Regions from separate parts of the Mus musculus genome. Here region 1 is linked to region 2. Evidence: chromatin contacts called from public Hi-C data. All regions are on one chromosome and are shown on one strand. The core of a region is the stretch at or near the end of the contact, and the rest is flanking DNA. Distances in the headings are between cores, read along the strand shown. Region 1 has its middle 6.0 kb from the start of Gm22740. Region 2 overlaps Grk3 (G protein-coupled receptor kinase 3).

The links. A called contact is a pair of places that touch in the nucleus more often than the background predicts.
Region 1: a Hi-C map of the MNK3 cell line shows a contact between it and region 2, with 5 times the contacts expected there. The contact joins two enhancer-like sites. A contact is called at or near these places in 26 of 484 Hi-C or Micro-C datasets (B cells, the MNK3 cell line, the N1E-115 cell line and 17 more), 5 of 115 datasets of contacts at active chromatin or transcription factors (SST interneurons, astrocytes, bone marrow-derived dendritic cells and 2 more) and 2 of 9 other capture datasets (embryonic stem cells and pancreatic islet).

Annotation. Positions count from the first base shown.
Region 1 is chr5:113,048,274-113,052,070 of GRCm38.p6, forward strand. No RefSeq gene overlaps it. Among named protein-coding and RNA genes, the nearest start is that of Gm22740, 6.0 kb to the left of the region's middle. Within about 2 kb of position 1,793, at least 20 of the 459 cell types and tissues checked have an H3K27ac peak or open chromatin away from gene starts, as enhancers often do. A contact at or near this core is called in the MNK3 cell line, where this site is marked.
Region 2 is chr5:112,948,276-112,952,427 of GRCm38.p6, forward strand. The region is part of intron 9 of Grk3 (G protein-coupled receptor kinase 3); the gene reads right to left. Among named protein-coding and RNA genes, the nearest start is that of Myo18b, 54 kb to the left of the region's middle. Within about 2 kb of position 2,171, at least 33 of the 459 cell types and tissues checked have an H3K27ac peak or open chromatin away from gene starts, as enhancers often do. A contact at or near this core is called in the MNK3 cell line, where this site is marked.

The sequences.
Region 1 (3,797 bases), core at 543-3,042, 100 kb after region 2:
TGATCCTATTAACATGCCACCACCGCCACCACCACCGCCACCACCACTACCCAACAGTGCCAGGTAAAGGTGTAAAAACACTGCCTTCAGCAGATGTCATGCCACTGCCAGGTTTGTCCCTTCATGTCATGTCTCAGGCTGGTTCTAGGATGCTGGAAGATATAAGGAGGCTGCCAGGCTCTTTGGACACAATATTGCTGGCCAGGCTCATGGACAGATACAGTGTTTCCATAGAAGTTCACTACACACACACACACTCTGCACAGTCATCTCAGAGGACTTATAGTGCAACCCTAGCTGGATGCTGTGGTCCTTCTTATCTACCTGATCCAGTGAACAACTTCAGGGTAAACCTGTCCAAAATGTTTGTATTCACTATCTTTCTGTTGCTGTGGTAAGATACCATGACCATGGCACTTAGAGACAAAAAGTTTCTCTGGACTTATGATTGCAGAGGGATGAGACCATCTTAGCAGGGAAACATGGCAGCAAACAGCAGAGCAGGCAGCCAAGAACTCACATGCTTAACTCCAACCAGAAAACAAGGAGAGGCAACGAGAAGTAGAGCAAGGTCTTTTAAACTCTTAAAGCCAATCCACAGTGACATACTTCCCCCCAAAGCCCACCCCCTCCCAATGACGTACCCCCCCCACCAAAGCCCACCTCCCAATGAAGCTCTTCTTCCAAAGCCCAGGCCCCAGTGATTTACCTCCTCCAACGCCTAAGTCCCCTTACCCAGTGATGTACTTCACTATCAAGGCCAGGCCACCCAAAGCTCGAGGAACAGTGCTAACTGGGAACCAGCTCTTCAAATGGCCAGGATTGGGGGCGGAGTGGGGGTGCATTTCATTCAAGCCACCTCAATGTTCAGTATGGATGTGACACTTTCCAGGTGGTTTTGACCCAACTGTAGCTGATTAAGAGGGTATGGGGTCTTAGATACAGGACGCCCCATGGGCTCTGATGATATCTGTGCTCCACTGGAGCTGAGAAACTGGGCTTCTCCCTCAGGAGAGGTGTCCTGGCTCCAAATGTCATCATATGTGCTTGACTCTTTTACAACAACACATTTCTTAAATAAAGACTCGAGATCATAGGGATGATCTTCCATAGCTTAGCCATCTATGGTTCCATCAATAGGGGCCACAGAGCCACCAGGCTGAGGCTCAGAGGCTCCTGGGCTGAAGTGAATATAGTTCAAAGACTATGCAGACCCTACCCAGATGCTCTTCTCCCCAGGTGGTCCCCATTCCAGGTGGTTCCCCACCCCAGGTACTCCCTATTCCCAGATGCTCCCACCATAGGTACTTCCTTCCACCCAAAAGTGCTCCCCATTTTAAAGTTCCTACTTGGAGTGCTCCCCACTGTAAAGTTCCCTACCTGGAGTGCTCCCCGATGAGATGGCCTCACCTCAAGTACTCCCTACCTTAGGTGCTCCCCAACCCTATGTGATCCCTGGACCCTGGGATATTGAGGTACCCGCTTGCTTTGTCATCCCCAGAACCCGTACCCCCAAGGACACTGTCCCCTTTTGTGTATTTTGAAATGTGCTTCTCTACTCCCAGCACAGTCTGTAGCAGTAAACAGCATTGGGGTGGGAATTCCTCAAAAGAATTGCAAACCACAGACTCAGTCAGGTGCTCCAACTCCCTCAGTGGGTCAGGTGATGGGGTCCAGGGGGTTGTTTCCTCTCCCTCCTTCCCCATCTTTTATTCCAAGCTTGTTTTGATCCTGTGGTTGCTAAGATACCAGCACTTGGTGGCAGTTTCTGAGAGGCCATGTGGTCCAGTTTGTATGTGCTCCACTCCCTGCAAAAACACAGTAGGGGGCCAAGCTTGGGGTTCAGGCCAGGGCACAGTGGGGACTATGGAATGAGACTGGCAGGTCCCTGAGTGCTGTGATGCTGAGCCCACCAGCAGAGTCTACCCAGTCAGAGTCTACAAGTCTCCCAGCCCTTCTGAGCCTGTCTCCTTCCTCCAAGACACCCACAACACATGCCCAAGGAGTGCAATCTCAAAGAAAGCTGTGTGGATTGGAACATCATATAGTTTCCCATACATCACATCTGAGCCTGGTTTTGTGTGACAGTTACACACACACACACACACACACACACACACATTTCTCTGAACCAGCAAAACTGGTTACAACAGAACACAGTATCTGTGGGAACTCTGTAAACAAAATATCTCAAGCAGAAAGCAGAATAATACACTCTGACTCATCAGCGCATGTAAAAGAGAGGACCACAGAGCATCCTCACATAGGAAGCTCTCTCACCTCCCACACAAGCCCTCAGAGGTCTCACCCTGCACCCTAGTGTCCCAGACACAGGGTGAAGTCTGTTCACATTTCTCACACAGTGGAGGCCAGCCTCGACATCCCATAGCATCCACATGCACTGTCCTCAAGGCCGTGGCACCAGGGGACACCTCACTCTGAATTTGTCCAGAGCTCACCAGTGCATTCCCTGGAAAAGGTGGACGTCTCCGTCCCCCTGGCACCTTCCCAGAGCTGTGTGTGTGTGTGTGTGTGTGTGTGTGTGTGTGTGTGTGTGTGTGTTGCTTTTCTTCTCTGTTGTTTTCTAACAACTTCCTGTATAAATCAAGGCTGAACTCCAGTTCTTTTCATTAAAAACAACCGATGCTGTGGAAACAGTTGAGAGGCCAAATGGGCTGTCCGTGCTACTTCACAGATGCTCCCTGGCTGACAAAGATGCCTGCTCTTCCTCCACAGCCCAGTTCCCACAGTACCCGGTCCATGGCCAAAAGTCTGTGGAGAGAGTCCAAATGAGTAGATGAAAACACAGAAGTAAGTTAGGGGTTAGATGCAGGTGTGGAAGCACATGTGTGTGTGAACAGCCACTTGAGGATGGTGTGTGTGTGTGTGTGTGTGTGTGTGTGTGTGTATACAGCCACATATGAATGGTGTGTGCACATGAATAGCCATATGTAAATGGATGTACATGTGAGCAGCTACATGTGGATGGTGTGTGTGTGTGTTTGTGAGTGTGTATATGTGTGTGAGGAGCCACATGTACATGGTGTGTGCATGTGAGCAGCCATATGTGGATGGTGTGTGTGTGTGTGTGTGTGTGCATGTGTGTGTGCAGCCACATGTGGATGGTGTGTGTGTGTGTGTGTGTATGTGTGTGTGCATGTGTGTGTGCAGCCACATGTGGATGGTGTGTGTGTGTGTGTGTGTGTGTGTGTGCATGTGTGTGTGCAGCCACGTGTGGATGGGTGTGTGCATGTGAACAACCATATGTGGATGTGTGTGTGTGTGTGTGTGTGTGTGTGTGTATGTGTGTGTGTGTGTGTGTATGAGCACCCATGTACCCATGTGTGGACGGGTATGTGTGTGAACAGCCATGTGTGAATGGTGTGTGAAAGAGCTCTACAGAGTTCCTTCTCTTTTTCTCTTTTTACTCTCTCCTTTTGTTTACTCTTTGGGGACTAAACAAACTGGGAACTGGGTCTGGCATCTGCCTTCACTGAGACTTCACTTCAGTAAGGAGAAGGACACGGTCCAAGGAATTAGCCAAAAAGCTACAAAACCACCTGTGTAGGTTTAGAAAGATGGCCCAATGGTTAAGGGCACCAGCTGCTCCTGTAGAGGACCTGGTGTCTGGTCCCAGTACCCACATGGTAGCTTACAACTATCTATAACTCCAGGTCCGGGGAGCGGGGGACGGGGACTGATGCTCTCTTCTGGTCTCTGGGGGCATCAGGCATGCAAAGGCTCACAAGCATACATGAAGAACAAGAATACACATAAAATAATGAAATAATGAGACA
Region 2 (4,152 bases), core at 921-3,420:
TGCACATGTCTATACATGCATTCACACACATAGGTATACACACAGGTAAACACATATAAACATAATAAATGTAGCACATACACATGTGTACATGTGTATACATGTACTCACACACACACACAGGTATACACACAGGCAAACACATGTACACATACTTATAAATGCCGTTCAGAGAGCACGGCCCTAAGCTCAAACACTAAATGAGTAACAGAGGAGTGAGCCCTGCAATGGACACACATGTAGGTGGTCACTTGAGTGCAATAAATGAGGCATAACAGCCCACAGGCAGGGTCAGTGTTTTCTATCAGTGCTGAACAGCTAAGCACCTATTCAACAAAGCAGAAACACCTGGCCCAGCCACACATTCTGCATGATCACTACCATTAGCACCATGGTGCTGAGCCAGGACCAGCTGTTTGGAGCTATTACCTGGGCTGTGCATTACATGACCTGACCACTGCACACAAAGTAGACAGTCGGTGGCCATCTGTACTATGGGTGCAGGAGGCCTCTGCTTGGATTAGCCTAGCCTGGGAAAGGCCTCAAGGAGAGTCGGGGAGGGGACTCATGACTGTGGCACGAGACTCTGGACCTGAACATTGTTAGCTCAGGCTCTGCAGACCACACACAGCATCTGACACCTATTCTCTGTGTCCTTTCCTTACAAGGCCTCCAGATATGGATGAACCATTCTCAGCTTACGGGCTGGCTTTGGTGCCAGTGCCACACAGCTCTTGCTGAGCCAGCTATTCAGCTATATAGGGGGCGGCTGTAATAGACAGCAACACGGGCTATCTCACACTCTCAGGGAGAGAAGCAGAAACAGCCACACGTGGGTCAGGCTCACAGCAGAGACAGCCACCTTGCGAGAGCTCAGGAGAAGAATGGCCTGGGCAGGGAGCTGGGGTCTCAAGCCTTGGGGTGACTTCAGGACTTCAGGCTCCTGACAAACCTCCATCTCCTGCTCTCAGATCCTGATTCAGCAGGATTCTCTGCTGGACTCTGCACAGCATCAGCTCAGACTCTTCACACATCCTAGCCACTAAAGAGCCTCAGCAGCGATACGACCTACCATACAATGAGGCCTGCCATACCATATGGTCTCTCTCGACACTGTGAATTATTAAAGTCCAAAGAAGCGTTGAAGTTTCCCTGGTTTAACTTTTCAGGTGTACTTTTTGGCTTTATCGGGTTCTCATATCTACCATCCATCTCCATCCAGTCCCTTCCAACCCCCCAACACTAGGTAGGAGGGAAAGAAAGAGGGGAGAGGGGGGCATAGATCTCTTTAGACCACTTGCTGCTGACCAGGGGTGTTAAATTCCTAGAGGCAAGTCCAATCTCAGTTGTCAGGATATCTCCAACCAGCAAGCCAGCAAAACAAGAATCCAGAAACCAGCAGCAGCAGGGAAACCAGCAATCACCCCAGCCCCTCGATGTTATACCCGCTCTAGAGTCCCCAGAATTCCAAATGTAAACTGTCTGCAGCTGGCAACAAACCATGCCCCTCCAGGAGCACGAGACCAATCTAGTTAACGGCTGTGGTCAAACTGAAGCAGCCCCATATGCCACACCTGGGATTAAAACAACAACAACAACAAAAAATATTCACATAACGTAACTGTTTTATTCACATATAACTGTTTTTTTTTCCAGAAACCAAAATTCTCACTACATAACTTCCTTAAAATGTCAGTGTTGGGAAGACTCTCATTCTGTAAGATTCTTGACATGTAAGCAACAGGGTCTGGGATTGATCTCCAGGACCTACATTAAAAAGCTAGGCGTGCTCGTAGGCACTTGGGATCCCAACACTGAGGTGGCTGAGAGAGATGAGTCCTGGGCCTCCTGGGGCAGCCGGCCTAGCTCAGTTGTTGAGCCCCGGGTTTTCTATCTCAAAACACAGGGGAAGGCCAACAATCTAAGAGTAACCCCTGACATGTGACCTCTCACCTTTGACCTCCACACTCAAGCAAAAGAGTGCACACACAACCACACACAGAATATGCATTAACAGGCTCCAAAATCTCCACGTCAAGGTTGCGCAGATGATTTCGAGCTGGTGTGCACTATAAACGAAGCATGGACAAACTTGGACTCATTTCCATAAGTCTACTAGAGAAAATTGGGTCAGGGTGACTGGCAGCTTCCTCTTCCGGCCTCTGGTCTGCTGAGGCGGTGAAGTTGCTGACTCTAAGAGTTGTGCATTTTCAAGTACATAAAGCACAGAGCTATCCTCCCATAAGCCAGTGGGCTTCTGGGGCCCTGTCTCGGTTAGGGTTGTTATTGCTGTGCTGAAACCAAATAACTAAAGTTAAGTTGGGGAAGAAAGGGTTTATTCGGCTTATCCATCCTAAATCATCACACTCCACTGAAGGAAGCCAAGACGGGAAATGGACAGAGACCTGGAGGCAGGAGCTGATGCAGAGGCCATGGAGGGGTGCGGCTTACTGGCTTGCTCCTCATGGCTTGCTCAGCCTGCTTTCTTAAAGAACCCAGGACCAAGAGCCCACGGATGGTCCCGCCCACAATGGGCTGGGCCCTCCTCCACCAATCACTAATTAAGAAAATGCATCGCTTGCTTACAGCCTGATTTCATGGAGGCATTTCCTCACCTGAAGTTCCCTCTTTTCAGCTTGTGTCCAGTTGACACAAACTTGCCAACACAGGTCTCCATCTTCTCTAGATCTTCCCGTGACCTTCCCTTGCTACACTACCTCCTCATACTCAGTGCTCCTCCCCCCTCGTGCCCTGTGATCTAGTAGGCATCTCAGTGGAAAAGAGAAGTGGGTAGACCTGAAACTCAGCAAAGCCAGGGTCTTTCCCAGCTGGGGTGGGGAACTGTACCCAGGACACCAGGGGGGCTCACAGGGGAGATCCTGGCACATACAGTGGCTTGTGGTCTTTCTAATGACAGTCCAGAGTTTTTAGCAAGATAGGGAATGGGTTTTAGAATTAGAATTTAGAATTAGAGGGAGAAGAAGAAAGAGGAGAAGGAGGAGGAAAGAGGAAGAGGAGGAGAAAGAAGAGGAGGAGGAGGAGGAGAAGGAGAAAAGGAAGGAGGAGAAGGAGAAGGAGAAGGAGAAGGAGAAGGAGAAGGAGAAGGAGAAGGAGAAGAAGAAGAAGAAGAAGAAGAAGAAGAAGAAGAAGAAGAAGAAGAAGGTCTCACTTCCATATTTAAAGACCAGCAAGCCAAGCCCTGAATTGGGAACTGCTTGACTGAGGCCACAAAGAAATCAACAGCCAGCCACGATGGAAACCCCACGTTCCCTGAGCATCCCCCCAACAGCTCCTTATAAGGTGGTTTGCACAGTGCCAGGTACAGGCTCCCCTTGACCCAGTTCCAGCAAGGTGGATTTGAGTACTTTTTTATTCACCAGCCTCAGCCCTGACACATCAAGTTCTGAGCATGCGAGCCATTCAAGTTTGAGTCTCTCTAACAGACAAGGCTTGCTTCCCCAGTCTCAGATCTACGTCACTGGGATGATTTCTGCCCACCTGGGAAAACCCATGACTACTTCATCTGGCCTGGCTACACCTGCCAACAGAGCCTTCCCTCATCTCTGTGGGAGAAGTGATGGCCTGACAGCACCCAATGGCATCTGACCAAGCTGACCTTGAGACTGAACAAAACACCTGTGGCCAACCCTTCCCCCACCACACCAGGGAACCCCTCCCCCAGACACTAGCCTGGAGCTCAGTTGCTCCCTTGGGCAGTCTCCCTAGTGAGATGAGAGGGAACACCATTGGCTACAGTTCTCACCATCTTACCAGAAGCCCCATGGAGCTTTTCAATGAGACAATATTAAACACCCAGTAAGGGAGGAAGACTGGCAAGCCTCATTGATCCAGGAGCCAAGCAGACACCAGAAGGAGGGTCACAGGGTGTCCAGGACACACAGAACTGAGCACTGACACTCCCAAGTCACCTTACTATAGTGTGCCAGGTTGAAGCACCTGGATTGTCATTAGCAAAACAGTCAAGTATCTGAACATGAGGAGGGTTAATTCCCTCAAGTTAGTTCAAGTTAGTGGCCCAATAGAACCTGGATTTCGAGTTTATTTCCTTCAGGTTGGACCAAAGCAAAGATGCTGTACTTCTCACCCCACTAGCCCTTCATCTGAATAAGGGAAACATTAAAAGAATACATG